Linked DNA regions of Sus scrofa: region 2 is linked to region 1. A link is a contact called in public HiChIP or PLAC-seq data. All regions are on one chromosome and are shown on one strand. Each heading gives the region's core, a stretch centred on a gene start, on an enhancer-like site or on the middle of the called end of the contact. The rest is flanking DNA. Distances are from core to core; before and after follow the strand shown.

What was found. HiChIP or PLAC-seq counts read pairs in DNA pulled down with a chosen protein or histone mark.
Region 2: an H3K27ac HiChIP or PLAC-seq map of skeletal muscle shows a contact between it and region 1. The contact joins the promoter of ANXA6 here to the promoter of CCDC69 in region 1. A contact is called at or near these places in 1 of 5 promoter capture datasets (fetal skeletal muscle), 3 of 47 Hi-C or Micro-C datasets (embryonic fibroblasts, fetal skeletal muscle and heart right ventricle) and 1 of 2 datasets of contacts at active chromatin or transcription factors (skeletal muscle).

What each region holds. Positions count from the first base shown.
Region 1 is chr16:71,776,480-71,783,018 of Sscrofa11.1, reverse strand. It overlaps CCDC69 (coiled-coil domain-containing protein 69), which reads right to left and starts at 4,783. Exons shown (of 11, transcript XM_021077105.1): 1 at 4,410-4,783. The coding sequence starts at 4,457.
Region 2 is chr16:71,852,559-71,859,526 of Sscrofa11.1, reverse strand. ANXA6 (annexin A6) reads right to left here and starts at 2,298. Exons shown (of 27, transcript XM_005672613.3): 1 at 2,143-2,298.

The DNA.
Region 1 (6,539 bases), core at 3,534-6,033:
GAGACACCAAAATGTCACAGAGGCCATCTCTTCATGGAGGGATTAAAAACCCATTTTAAATGTCTTTATCCTTGTCCCACTTTTGCAATCTTGCCTCCAATATTGTAATAATCAGAATAAGAATTCGGTGTCTTAAGTGGAATCCTCAACAGCTGCCTGTCCTAGGCTGGCATCTCCTCTTCAGCTCTTGCCAGTCTTTTCTGACCTTTGCTTAAACTTCTCCACGATGGGGAACTCACTCCCCTTCTTCCTCGTGAGAAATAGAATCGGGCTCCCTCGGACTCCCCGTCCCCAACCACAACCGTGTCTCTCGGAACAGCAGAGAACAAGGCTGCCCTTGCTGCTTGATGATACCTCAGAGGTCAGAAGGCAATGGCCAGGCTCCAGGCTTCATTCTTCCAACCCTGACAGCCTTCCAAGGACATCAGTGTCCCCCTATCTCCCCCATCCCTGTCCGTTTCCTTGGGGATAATCCAGGCATTGTCCCCACATTCTCTCCTATCAAGGTCGGTGTGTATCAGGGACTCTAGGAGAGGCATGTTTTTCACCTAACCTTAGAACACCCCTAGGACCCAGGAGCTAACATCATGCCTATTTTACAGATGGGAAAACTGAGGCACAGGAAAGCCAAGTCCCTTCCACGGTCACTTAATGGATCCCCGACGGAGCCAGGACTGAAGCAGCACCTGACCCCGAGTCTGGGGTGTCGAGGTGGTCAGTGAAGACGTGAACCCAGTTCTAAAGCGTATATGCCCCCTGTGTCTGGTTTTGTTTCACAACTGGTTGTGCCCGTGCTGCTCCCTTCCATGTCATTCACTTCTGCATCTCCGTCTCTGTCCCCTGGTCTCTGTCCCCTGTCTGTCCTGCAGGGCTACTGACAACTGACTATTGAGGACCTGTTGCCTGAGGTCCAGCTCCGGGACAGTGCTGGGCCAGGGGCTCTGACTCAGGGTTGGGCCAACCAAGGCCAGAGCCGATGCCCTGGGGGCTGGGGGTTCAGATGTCACACCAGGCACACACACAGGGGCTTGACCAGGAGGCACCAGCTATCTGTCCCCACCACCGCCCAGAGGGAGCCAGTAACCTGCTGGGGTGGAAGGTCCCTGAGTATCCCCATGTCACTCCTACAGGTGAGTCCAAAGAGGGCTTGTTTCCTTGGCCCCACCCCTGTCGGTCCCTTCCCAAGTCCTCCCAGGGGATGTCACCATGTCAGCCAGGTCTCTGCCAAAGGGCTTAGGAAGGACCTCACAATGCAGATGGCACCTCAATATCTTGCCCAGCCTGCCAGCGATCTCCATTCTTTTTTTTTTTTTTTTTTTTTTTTTAAACCAGAATTTCTTTTGTCTTTCTTTTTCGCTGTACCCTGGGCATATGGAAGTTCCTGGGCCAGGGACAGAATGAATCCAAGCTACTGCTGTGACTACACCACAGCTGAGGCAATGCCAGACCCTTTAACACACTGCCTAGGCCAGGGATCAAACTCGTACCTCTGCAGCAACGCAAGCCACTCTAGTTGGATTCTTAACCCACTGGGCCACAGCGGGATCACCCCCCAGGATTTCAACTTGTCCCCAAAGATCTCAATAACACTTGGCCCCAGGTCAGGCCTCTCAGTGGGGTCTAGAACAGCTGGTCAGCTAAGGCCACCAGGCACTGTCAACCCCAGGACTCAGCAAACCCTCAGGTGCTTGCCCTTGGTGGGATCTCGAGAAGTTCCAGCAGTCAAGCCAGGGAAGTCCCCTAAAGCCCCGGCCTCATTTCTCACTGCTGGCCAACTCCTCTCTCTACAATAAGCAATGTCACCCCACGCTTTCTAGGGCTCAGCCTCCATTCAGGCCGTCTTCTCTGTTTCAACTGGGTAACTCCCTACCCAACCTTCAACACCCAGCCGAGGCCTGCCGGCCCTTCAACCCAGAAGCCTTCCTGTAGCTCTCGAGATGGGAATCAGATACTCAAGCCACACCCTGGGCTAACCCCTAGCCTGGCTCTTACGTGGCCCTCATTTAGTCACTCAAAGATTTATGTGGCACCAGCTCTGGGCTCTGGAGGGGCAGTGAGGCCTGGGCGGGAGGTGGGGGCGATGCTGTGTGTGCGCACGTGTGTGTGTGCAGGGGTGGGGGATGCTCTCTGCAGCTTGGCCACCAACTGGCTCTGTGACTGGGCACACAGCACTCCCTCCTGAACCTCAGGCTCCTCACCTGTAACATGGGGAAGATTCTGCAGCTCAGCCAGGCTTTTGTGAGGCAGGCAGGATGTGAAAGTACTCTGTCAACTGCCACTTAGGGTGAGTCATTGTTGTCGTGACCTGAGCCTCCAGCGATCCGAGCTCATTTTTGTACCACCCATCCTCAGAGGCCCCCTGCCCCCAAGGGGCTGAGAGCCTGCGAGGGCGGGTGGGGGATGAGCCTGGAAGCTCATGCCTTCTGGGGGAGGGGGTAGCACCGGGATGATAAATAGAGCAGGAGCACAGCACAGAGGGATGGCAACAGGCATGAACTTTAAACAAAACTGGCTTATAAATCCTGCCACGCAGGGGCACAGGCCTGGCACTACTGGAGGAGGAAGACAAGCCAGGCTGTTCCCAGGCAAGAGGGTGGCGGCTTTAATGCCAAAGGGCTTTGGGAGCCACATGAAGCCACTGGAAGCATCACATGGGGCAGAGGCAACACGGGTCTTTCTCCAGGCTTCAGCCCAGGTGGTACCCAAGGCCCTTTCCCACTGGGATCGCCTGGGCCGGCTTTATGCCCTTTACAGCTTAGGACAGGGGGTCCAATTCAGGCTGGGCCGGGGACAGACAGGGACAGCTGGCAAGGTCCAGGAGGCAGGGGAACCCACGCTCGCTGGGGTCTCCTCTTCCAGACTAAGAGTCAAGGCCTGGAATAGGGCTCCTCCTCCAGCCTCCTCCCGCCACCGTGTAGATGGAACTCACCCTTGGCCCACTTTGCAGGCTGAGAGGTTGACACAGGGGCAGAAAACACAGACTCTCAGAAGCCATCCCGCTCACCTCTCTCCCTCTGCAGTTAGAGGGAGAAACGGAGGCCCAGAGAGCACGGGGGCTTCCTTGGGGGTCACACAACATGTTTGTGGCAGAACCAGGATCAACACTGAGGCTCAATGTCCACCTGACACCAGCCTGGTTCTAAGTCTCAAGCCAGGCTCAGGTTGATCTGCTCTTGCTCCCAATAGCCAGCCCTCTGCTTCTGCTGCTGAAGGCCAACCTCAGTTTCCCTGTTGGAGCCAGAGAAGATATGAGGGTTTCTGGGTCAGAGCTCTGAGGGGTTGTTTTTTTGAACTGGGAGTAAAAAGGAAGGCAGGGGAGGTGCTGTCCTTGGGACAAAAACTCTTCTCCCTGAAACAGGCACAGGGCAGGGAACAGGATCACTGGGGTTGGGGACAGTGATAGAAAAGCTTGTGCTTGGGCACAAGCAAAGCAGGCGAGAGAGAGACTCAAGTTCAATGAGCAGCTACTAAATAGTGTCACCATGTGGGGTCTGTCAGGGTCTCCAGGGGATGGATCGCCAAGTTTATAGACCACCTCCTCCCACCTGGCTGGAGGACAGGTGGCAGTGGGAAGAAGGCTCAGAACTTGAGGATAGCCCCTCCCCTCTCTGTGCCTCTTGCTGTCCTCTGGTTCCAGGCTCTGACCTTCGAGGCTTGTCAGACCCCAAGGGGCAGCTGGTCCCACTGCAAGAAACCCGAGTAGCGAGTAGCGTCTCCTGGGCCCTAACCCAGCTCAGAGGCCCCGTGGGGGGGGGGGGGGGGGGGGGAAGAGCTGCGCGGTGGATCGCCTCCCTGGTTGGCCCCTCCCAGCTACCCCTAGGACAGCCCACATGCACCGGCTCTGGGGCCTGAAGAGGCTTCAGACCAGCACTTCTCAAACTTGAAAGCCTATTGTAATCACCTGGGCATCTTGTTAAAAGGCAGGTTCTATTTTAACTCCCCCGGGGCACAGCCCCAGATTCTGCATTTCTAACAGGTCCCAGGTGATGCCCATGATATAAATCCACGGACCACTCTGCGTGTGGCAGCCCTGGACATAATCTGCTTCTTAATGGTGGGAAAGCCGAAGGCCCAGAGGGGTCAAGTCACAAGTCCATGGCCACACAGCGAGCAGCTCCGACCGACCAAGGAAAAGGGCACCTGCCATAGGCACTAACATTTTCCCAGTCTGCCATCCGGAATGAGCTGCTTTTCCCGGGCCCTGGGGCCGTGTTTGTAAACTCCGCTGCCCCGTGCAGCGCAGTCCAGGGCCGGGAGAGAGAGCGCGCCGCCCGGCCGAGCCGTCCCCACCTCCCTCAGTGCCGGCCTCTAGCAGTTGGGGAACCCAGGGAGCCGAGGGTCCCCTTCGGCGTAGCGGTTCCGTACTCCCTTCCCCTCCGAAGACAAACTTCTCCGCCGGCGCCCTTTACCTTTTTGGGGGGTTTGCAGCAACTCAGCCTGCTGTGTCCGCAGCCCATCCTCCTCCGGGGGCTCCCGGACGCCGCTTCCCAACTCCGGGGCCCCCAGAGAACCTTGCGGTCCGCGCCAGGCTGCCCGCTCCGCGGTCGGCGAGACCCTGAAACTGAACCTGGAAGCGCAGACTTGAGCCGGAGCTGGGGCGGCCGCGCGCCGTAAATACCCGAAAAGCAGGGCCTCCGAGAAGCCCTCAGGGCTCGCAGGGGCGCCGCCTGAGGCAGGTGACCAGAATCTTCGTAAATGATAGCGACTCGGGTCAGAGCGGAAAAGATCCCCACGAACAATGGATTCTTTCCAGGCTCGCTGCCGAGAAAAGGCCAGATAATTGCTACTAAAAGAATTATTTAGAAACACAACAGCTAGCCTTGATTGAGAGTTTCTGTCGTGGCTTCTTCGCACACATTATTTCTATTTCTTGCTCTCTTTGCCGCAAAGGTATGATTTCCTCCATTTTACAGGTGAGGAAAATGAGGCTCAGAGATAGGATTTGCCTAAGCTCCTGCAGCTAGGAAGTACCAGAGCCTAGATAAAATCCAGTTCTATGTCCAGAACCTAAGCTTCCAACTACTTCCCTACAAATACATAAGACTGTGAAGTTTAATTGTAATGCCTCCTCACTTCTGGGTCTATAGCTCTTTCCAGTTCACAAGCATTTGTAATATTCTATCTATCCAACTTTGTGAGGCAGATGCAGGGAGAACAGGACATAAATATCAGTGCCCGGGAAAAAGAACTTTTGTGTACCCTTGCTTTTTTTTTTTTTTAAACTAGCAGAGGTTTCCAGCAGTGGCAATCAGAAAAAAGACACCTAACTTTGAAAATTAGTGTGAGTGCGTATGCTAGAAACTTATACACAGCCCAGAGACCCTGGAAAGGTGGACTGATGCAAGGGATGTACGGTGATGGATGGAAAAAGAATGTGAGATCGCAAAAGAACTTCCCCCTCCCCAGAGTAGAAGACCGGTTGCAGCAGGTTCAAAGAAAGGAACCTGAGGACACGGGCAATATTGGGTTCTTGGAAAGAAGAGTCGTGTAAGGCGGTGGTTTACAAAGTATGATTCCCCAAAGCAGCAGCAGTTAGACGTAGAGACTACCACACGAAGTGAAGTTAGTCAGACAGTTGAAAGACAAACAGCATATGGTATCACTTATCTGTGGAATCTAAAAAAAAAGGATGCAAATGCATTTATTTGCAGAACAGAAACAGACTCACAGACTTTGAAAAACTTACGGTTCCCAAAGGAGACAGGTGTCGGGGTAGGGGAGGGGGGATGGACTGGTGGTTTGGGATGGGCACAGGCACACTGAGGTATATGGAATGACTGGCAAATGGGGACGTGCGGTATAGCATGGAGACCTCTACCCGATCTTCTGTGATCGTCTGTGGGAAAAGAGTCTGAAAGAGACTGGAAGAGTATACGTGGATAACCGCATCTCTTCCTTGTACAGCGGAAATTATAACAACATTGTAAATCAACTAGACGCCAATAAACTTTTCAAATGAAAACAACAACAAAAGAAATACAAACTCGGGGAGTTTCCTGGTGGCCTAATGGTTAAGGACTGGGCATTATCACTGCTGTGGCTTGGGTTCAGTCCCAGGTCTGGGAATTACCATATGCCATGGGCCTGGCCAAAGAAAAGAGAAAAGAGGAAAGAAACACAGATGCTCAGATCCCACCCAGACCTATGGATCCTAAACTCTGAGGAAGGGGATCAAGATTATCCAGCTTCCCAAGTCCTGAGCATATTCAAGTTGGAGAAGCACCTCTGCAGGATGGGCTGAATGGGTAATGAAGAAAGAGGTCTACTTAAATTATAATGATTACGGAGTTTCCATTGTGGCTCATCAGGTTAAGAACCCAACTAGTATCTGTGGGTATGCAGGTTCAATCCCTGGCCTTGCTCAGTGGGTTAAGGATCCCGAGTTGCCACGAGCTATGGCTTGGGTCCTAGGCCTTAGCTGCAGCTCCCATTTGACCCCTAGCCAGGGAACTTTCATATGCAGCAGGTGTGGCCCTAAAAAGAAAAAAAAAATTAAAATGATTATGAACTAGAGCTCATGATTTACTAAAAACCCCAAC
Region 2 (6,968 bases), core at 1,049-3,548, 79 kb before region 1:
AAAAATCAGGGGAGAGACCACACCCTGAGCCTTGTCCCCACCCAGGAAGCATCTTGGAAGGGCTGGGTGGGGTGGGGCTGGACCTCCCCAGAACATCCTAGGATGATACAATAAGAAGAGCCAGGCAGCCCCATGTTGCCAGCTGGATGCCCTGGGCACAGCTCTTACCCCTCTAGAGAGGAAGGCACTATAGCCCAGGGGGTAAGAGTGTGCCCAGGGCCCCAGCTGGTTAGTGGCAGAGCAGAGGCTAGGACTGGGTGTGGCTGGAGCCTCGTGGCCCAGGGCTGCATCTGGGTGCTGCAGTGCAGATGTTCCAGACGCTGGCAGCTACCCAACACTGCAGAGCTCCCCAACCCCGGACCAGGAATAAGCCTTAAGAAGCCAGGGCCCCGACTTCTGAGGGGCAGCTCCCTCCTCTGCACCCTGGCATCCAAAGTCTGCCCCAGCTGTGGCCCCTTCCCAGAAACGGAAATATTTTCTGTCTCCCAGCAGCCTGCGCCTTGGGAACAAAGAGCGAAGGCAAAGAAAGATGGGTGAGTGACTGTCCCAGCTGCAGAGGGGGACAGAGGCCTCTGCCCCACCCTACTCCCACAATCCTAAATCTCGGAACAGCTGAATCCTAGAATGCCAGCCCTGGAAGTGGCCCCCAGTTCAGCAGACTTTGCTACAGAAGGAGAACCAAGGCAAAGAAAAAGAGAGAGTTTACTCAAGGACCCCTGGCCCTTGGAGCTGTGACCCAGCCTTCCACTGATCCCCCCCCCCCAGGCCAATGCCCCCTGCACGGGGGCAGAGCCTGCCAGCCAGAAGGGCAGGGTCCATGGGAGCTGAAGCTGGGCAGGTCGCTGACCTCCAAAGGGAAGGCCAAGCAGGTCTTCCTGGGTCAGTGGGGCCGGCCATTTAAGGTGTGCTTTGGGTAGGGGGAGGAAGGGGAAGTGAGGAAAAAAGGCGGCCTAGGGAAACCAGAGTTCTCTCACAAAGCCGGGAGCCTTTTCGCCAAATTTGGAATTGATGGGTAAACCCACCAGCATTTTGAGAAAAGAAGGGGAGGGAGGAAGCAAAAGGTGGACGGTCCTCCCCAAAGATCCCGGCCCCCTCCCCTCGCAGGGCCTGCCGAGATGGGCCCGGCCGTCCAAGCCTGCAATCAGGACGTCCCAAATCTGCAATCCTCGCTCGCAGCTGACAAATAAATCAATTCTCACAGCCATTGTCGGGGGTGGAGGTGGGGGTGGGGGTGTCAGGTTTATCAGCTCTGGGCTTGGAGAAGGAAACTGAGGCTCAGAAAGGGAAAGCTACAGATTAAGATGACACTGCCCCGTTGTTGCTGGAGCTGGTATTGGGATCCAGGGTATTCCACTCCCACACGAGTCTCTGCGAAGTCATCTGAAGCCCCCCAAGCTCTAGAAAGGCAGAAAAGGCGCTGATGGGGAGCAGAGCGAAGGGTGGGGCCTCTGGCCCATCACAAGGTCCCTGGAGCGCCACTAGGAGTCCCCTTTAGTGGCAAAGCGTGGCCCCGAGAGGGCGGGAGGGGTCCATCGCGGACCTGAGGTGTGGACAGCCGGTCCCTCATCCGTTGGCACACAGAGAGCCCTCTCCCAGCGCCACACACAAGCCATTTCGGGTGCAGCCCCGGGGTCTGACTCTTCCGGCCCTCAGTCCTCAGCTTCGGCCACACCCTTTCCTGCGGGCCCTTAGACCCCTCTTCCCCCCAGGTCCAGCTGCCTCCAATCCCGGGCCTCCAAAGTCTCTCCAGTCCCGCAAAGCAGGGCCAGCAGCCCGCGTGGCCTCGGCCCAGGTGCCCCCAGCCCCTCACCACATCCTCCGCAGCGCCAGCCCTCCCCTCCCTCCCCTCCTCCCGCAGCCCCCGCGCCGACCGCCTCCGCTTCCCCGCCTGCTCGCTGCAGGGAAGATGCGCTACGCGGCGCTGCCCCAGACGCGCCCTGCCCGCGACCCTCTCCGGCTACCGCGCCCTGGGCTCCGGGTCCCCGCGGCCCCCACCTCCCGCGCCCCTCCCCGGAGCCGTCGCTGGCTGGCGTGGGTCAGCATGACTGCGCGTTTACGGCTCGCCCCCGCGTCCCTGCAGCCCCCCGGAGGAGGGAGGGGGTCCCGTGCAGCGACTCCCATCGCCAGCCTCAACCCGCTTACCGCGTGGCGGAGGCCTCCCGCAGGGGACCGACAGAGGGGCAGAAGGACGCGCGGACGCGGAGCTCGCTGGGTCAGAGCCCGTTAGCAGAGCAGCAGCCGCCGCAGCGCAGGGGCGGGCCGGGAGGACAGTCCTCAGCGCCCGGGCCGGACACGTGGCGCGCGGGGGCCAATCCGGCTCGCCCCGCCTCCGCCCTCCCCCCACCCCCCAAGTTCCTTCGCTCCTGGAATCTTAGAATGTCACCCGCCGCGGGGTGGGGGTGGGGGTGGGGGTCGGTGCCTGGAGATCCTCCGTCTGGGTGCGGACACTAGAGGGGAGGGATTTGGCCAAGGTCGCCTGGCCTTCGGGGCTAGGAGTCAACGCTGCTGACTCCTAGATCTTATGGATTGCCAAAGCTTTGTTGAGAAACAGAACTTTGAGGCTTAACACAATAAGGCCAAGTGCTTACCATGCCTGCTCAGATTCTGTCCGTCAATAGCTCCACCGGGTCTGTGGCATTACTTACCCACTTCCCAGGAGAGCCCAGAGAAGTCCAGTTTTAAAACCAAGGTCACACAGCTAGTACGTTGTGGAGCCGGGATTCGAACTTAGGCTGGGTGACCAGAGAGGCCCTTGCTCTAGCTTGATTCTGGGGCGTGCCCGTAGTCCAGAGGAAAGAGAGACAGACCAGCAATTACAATCCAGGGCTGTGGGGAAACCCACAGAATAATTTTAAAAAGTGATAGGCACTTTGGGAATTTGGAGGAAAGTGACAATGTCTTGAAGGGGGTTTGTAAAGTCTTGCTGGAGAGGTGAGCCTGCAGTTAAGGTCCTTAGGCTTCCTACCCACCCACTGCTTAGAAATTCTGCTTTGGTGAAAAGTCGGCCGTCCTGGGCTGCCACTTGGGTGATGAATCTTCACGGGCAAGATGCCTAGATGCTCTACTTTTCAATTTACTCCACCAAAGATAGGGATAGACAAAGCTTCTTCCAATGTTGTCCTCAGTCTGGCCGAGTTCAGAGAACTCCACAAGGGAACCTGATACAGAAGTGCGTTCTTTTGACTGTATGTTCCTCCAATGTGTATTGAGTACCCTCTGTCTTCTGGGCACTGAGCTGGGAGATTGAAGTGGGCAAATGAGAAATGAGGCCCTGACCCACCTTCACGGAGCTTCCCGCTCATGGAAGACAGATGGTTAGGTCTTGTTACAGTAGGTTTAGGCAGTTGTAATCTGGAAACTATAAACTGCTTTCAGGGCCCTAGAATGGGCTCTTATCTACACTTGGAAATGACTTGTCCGAGGAGACACCTGTGCTGACAAAGCAAGACTTTACTGGGAAGGAGCACCGAGGCAGAGAGCAGCAGGCCGAGGGAACCCAGGAGAACTGCTCTGCCACATGCTCACAGGCTCAGGTTTCTTGGGAATGGGGTTAGTTTCCAGGTTGTCTCTGGCCAGTTGTTTTGCTTGGCCCCCATTGGTCTGGCTCAGGGTCCTTTTGGCAGCACAAGCACCCCTCAGCCAAGATGGATTCCAGTGCCCTGCATTCCAGGGAGATGGGTGGTCTCCCTCCTAGGGGCCCCTCTCTAATCCTCCCAGTTAGTCCTCAGGGCAGCACCTTATCAGGGCCTCCTGTTGTGAAGACAGCTCACGCAAGCAGCTATCATTGAGCCCAGCCAAGGTGGGCGGTTTCTGTCAGTGGTCCCCCTGACAGTGCTAGGATGTCCATAGCAGATACACCCAGCCTAACCTAGACCTCTGGAGAGAGTGGTGCTGTGACCAAAAGATGAATGGAATCTGGTAGGAGACAAAGAAGAAATTAAAATAATTTCCCGAGTGGTTAAAATAAATAAACAGGTCCGCTGTTAGGAGAAGTGTGAGCCAACACAAGTGTGTGTGCCCAGCACACAGTGAGGCCAAACAAACTGAACTGTCGGAGTCTGGAGTAGAGAATTCATTCCAGGGCCAAGCCAGGAGAACGGGTGGTAGGTGCTCAAACCCCCTGAACATCCTGAAGGTTTGGGGGTAGAAATTTTTATAGGCAAAATTTGGGATTAGGGCCGCAAAGTGTGTGACTTTCTTCTGACTGGTGGGTGGTGAGCGAACCGGGCAGTGCTCCAGGAATCTTGCCCTCAGCCAGAAGCTGCCATCTTTCCTCCGCCAAAGATATGGTTGTATGCATGCCTTTAGGAGGAACCAGGACCTGCCTTGTTTCTTCTTTCGTGTTTCCGCATTCTTTCCCTTCCTTCATTAGCAACTGTTTGAAGCTGTCCCTTGGAACTCAGAGAAGGTCCAGGAGGCTGAATGAAGCCCAGGGGACACAGGATTTATACCCAGGAGCCGCATAGGGTCCCGCTGGGCTTCAGAAGCAACACCTTCTAAGATGGAATATGAAGAGACTAGCCCCAATGAGGATGGAGGTGGGGTCTCCTCCAGCATCACAATAGTTACTGCTGGGGAGTTCCTGTCATGGCTCAGTGGTTAACGAGCCCAACCAGGAACCACAAGGTTGTGGGTTCGATCCCTGGCCTCGCTCAGTGGGTTAAGGATTGGGGGTTTCCATGAGCTGTGGTGTAGGTCGCAGATGCGGCTTGGATTCCACGTTACTGTGGCTATGGCTGTGGTGTGGGCAGGCAGCTACAGCTCTGATTTGACCCTTAGCCTTGGAACTTCTATATGCTGCAGGTGTGGCCCTAAAAGAAAAAAAAAAATAGTGACTGCTCTTTACGGAGCCTTTTGTATGAGCCAGGCACTGTTGTAAGTGCTGTAGTTGCAAGGTCACATGTGACCTCACAATTCGTTAATCAATATTTCTCCAGCACCTACTCTGAATCAGGCACTGTTTCAGGAGATTTATCAGCAAAGAAAATGATGACTTCTGCCCTCATTCCAGCACAGAGGAGATAGACACGCACTAGGCAAATGCAACAGTATGTTAGTTGGTGACAAGGGCGATGGACCAAAAAGAAGAAAGAGCAGGTGGAAGATGTGCCAGGATGGCAGAGGAAGTTGCAGTGTTCTGCAGGGTGTTTGATGGAGGCCTCGAAGAGAGGGTGAGATTGAGCAAGCGTGGAGAGAAGATGAGGAAGGTAGCAGAGCCGATTAGAGATCTGTCGGCAGAGGGTTCCTGGCAAAGGAAACATCTGGAGCGCTTGCTCCAGGGCAGGAGCCAGCCTGGAGTGTGAGGGGACCAGCGAGGAGGCCAGTGGGGCTAGAGTCAAGCGAGCAAGAGGGAGAGGAAAGGGTGGGTGTGGGGGCTGGGAGGTGGGAGACACAAGGAACTGGAGCTTCAAGGTCTAAAGGCAAAAAAGAGGAGTTCCCGTCGTGGCGCAGTGGTTAACGAATCCAACTAGGAACCATGAGGTTGCGGGTTCGGTCCCTGCCCTTGCTCGGTGGGTTAACGATCCGGCATTGCCATGAGCTGTGGTGTAGGTTGCAGATGCGGCTCGGATCCTGCGTTGCTGTGGCTCTGGCGTAGGCCGGTGGCTACAGCTCCGATTGGACCCCTAGCCTGGAAACCTCCATATGCCACGGGAGCGGCCCAAAGAAATAGCAAAAAGACAAAAAAAAAAAAAAAAAAAAAAAAAAAAACCAATAAAGGCAAAAAAGAAAAGATCAATGTCCCAGCTCCAGAAGCATGAGTGAATTTACCCTTCATTCGCCTTCTGGTCTATCTGGGTCCTCAAAGGATGGATGAGGGCTAGACTCCTTACACAGTCTACTGAGCCAAATGCTGATGGCTTAGCTAATCAAATGCTAACCCTCATGGATACACCCAGAAAGCATGTTTACCTAGCTCTCTGGGCAGCCTGGTTCTGGATGGAAAATCAAAATGGACTGGTATTGTCCATTGTCCGAAATGGAGCCTGGAGGCCACCGAGGAAGTGTGACTTATGCCTGTCTTACCCTCGATGGAACCGGGCCTTTGGACCACTTATCATCCTCCAGAGCATCTATGGTCCTGCAGAACATCTGCCAGAAATTCAGGGTGCTCAGGAGACCCTGACCCTACAACAGTTCGTGACAGCCACCCCTCCAGGACAAATATTTATGTTCTTATGTCAGAATTCAGCCTTATGGCTTTTGCGGTGATCAGCCCCTAACTCTTTCTCTTCCCTGGAACACGCTTGCCGTTTTCCCGGAATCTATGTCTCTCAAATCACAATTCTTAAGACCAAATAAACATTTCTTATTTGCAGTTTTCTGTGTTTCTTTGGTGGACATTACTGGGTGGGAGACAAATGGAACAGAATTTCCTGTCTCCTCCAGCACGGCCAGGAACTCCAGTAAAGCACCTGCATGAGTCCATTGTGCTCTATTGCTTTTTGGTGGTCCTGGCCCGTGGTGATAAGAACCTTCCACCCGGGTAGAAACTCTACTCTACTTGGGTGGCCTCTGTGCCAGCTTCCGTTTTCAGGACTTTGTTTCTCATTTTGGTCTGGTGAGTAATCTCTCTCGGAAAAAAGAAAAATTCAACTCTTTAAGGGTAAAGCTGTAGAGTAGCCCCTTTCTAGAACTCCTGTGTACCCTCACCCTGCAAGTATTTGTCTTGTTGGACTATGATTAATTGGGATAATTTACAGTAAAATTGGCCAACCTGGGGCTCATCTGAAATTCCTAAATTAGTTTATCTGCACAGCTAATTAGAAAAAGGATGTGGCGGTCCCAACTTGGCGCAGCGGAAACCAATCCGACTAGGAACCATGAGGATGCTAGTTGGATCCCTGGCCTCTCTCGGTGGGTTAAGGATCTGGCGTTGCCATGAGTTGTGTTGTAGGTCGCACACGTGGCTCGGATCCCGCATTGCTGTGGCTGTGGTGTAGGCTGGCAGCAACAGCTCTGATTAGACC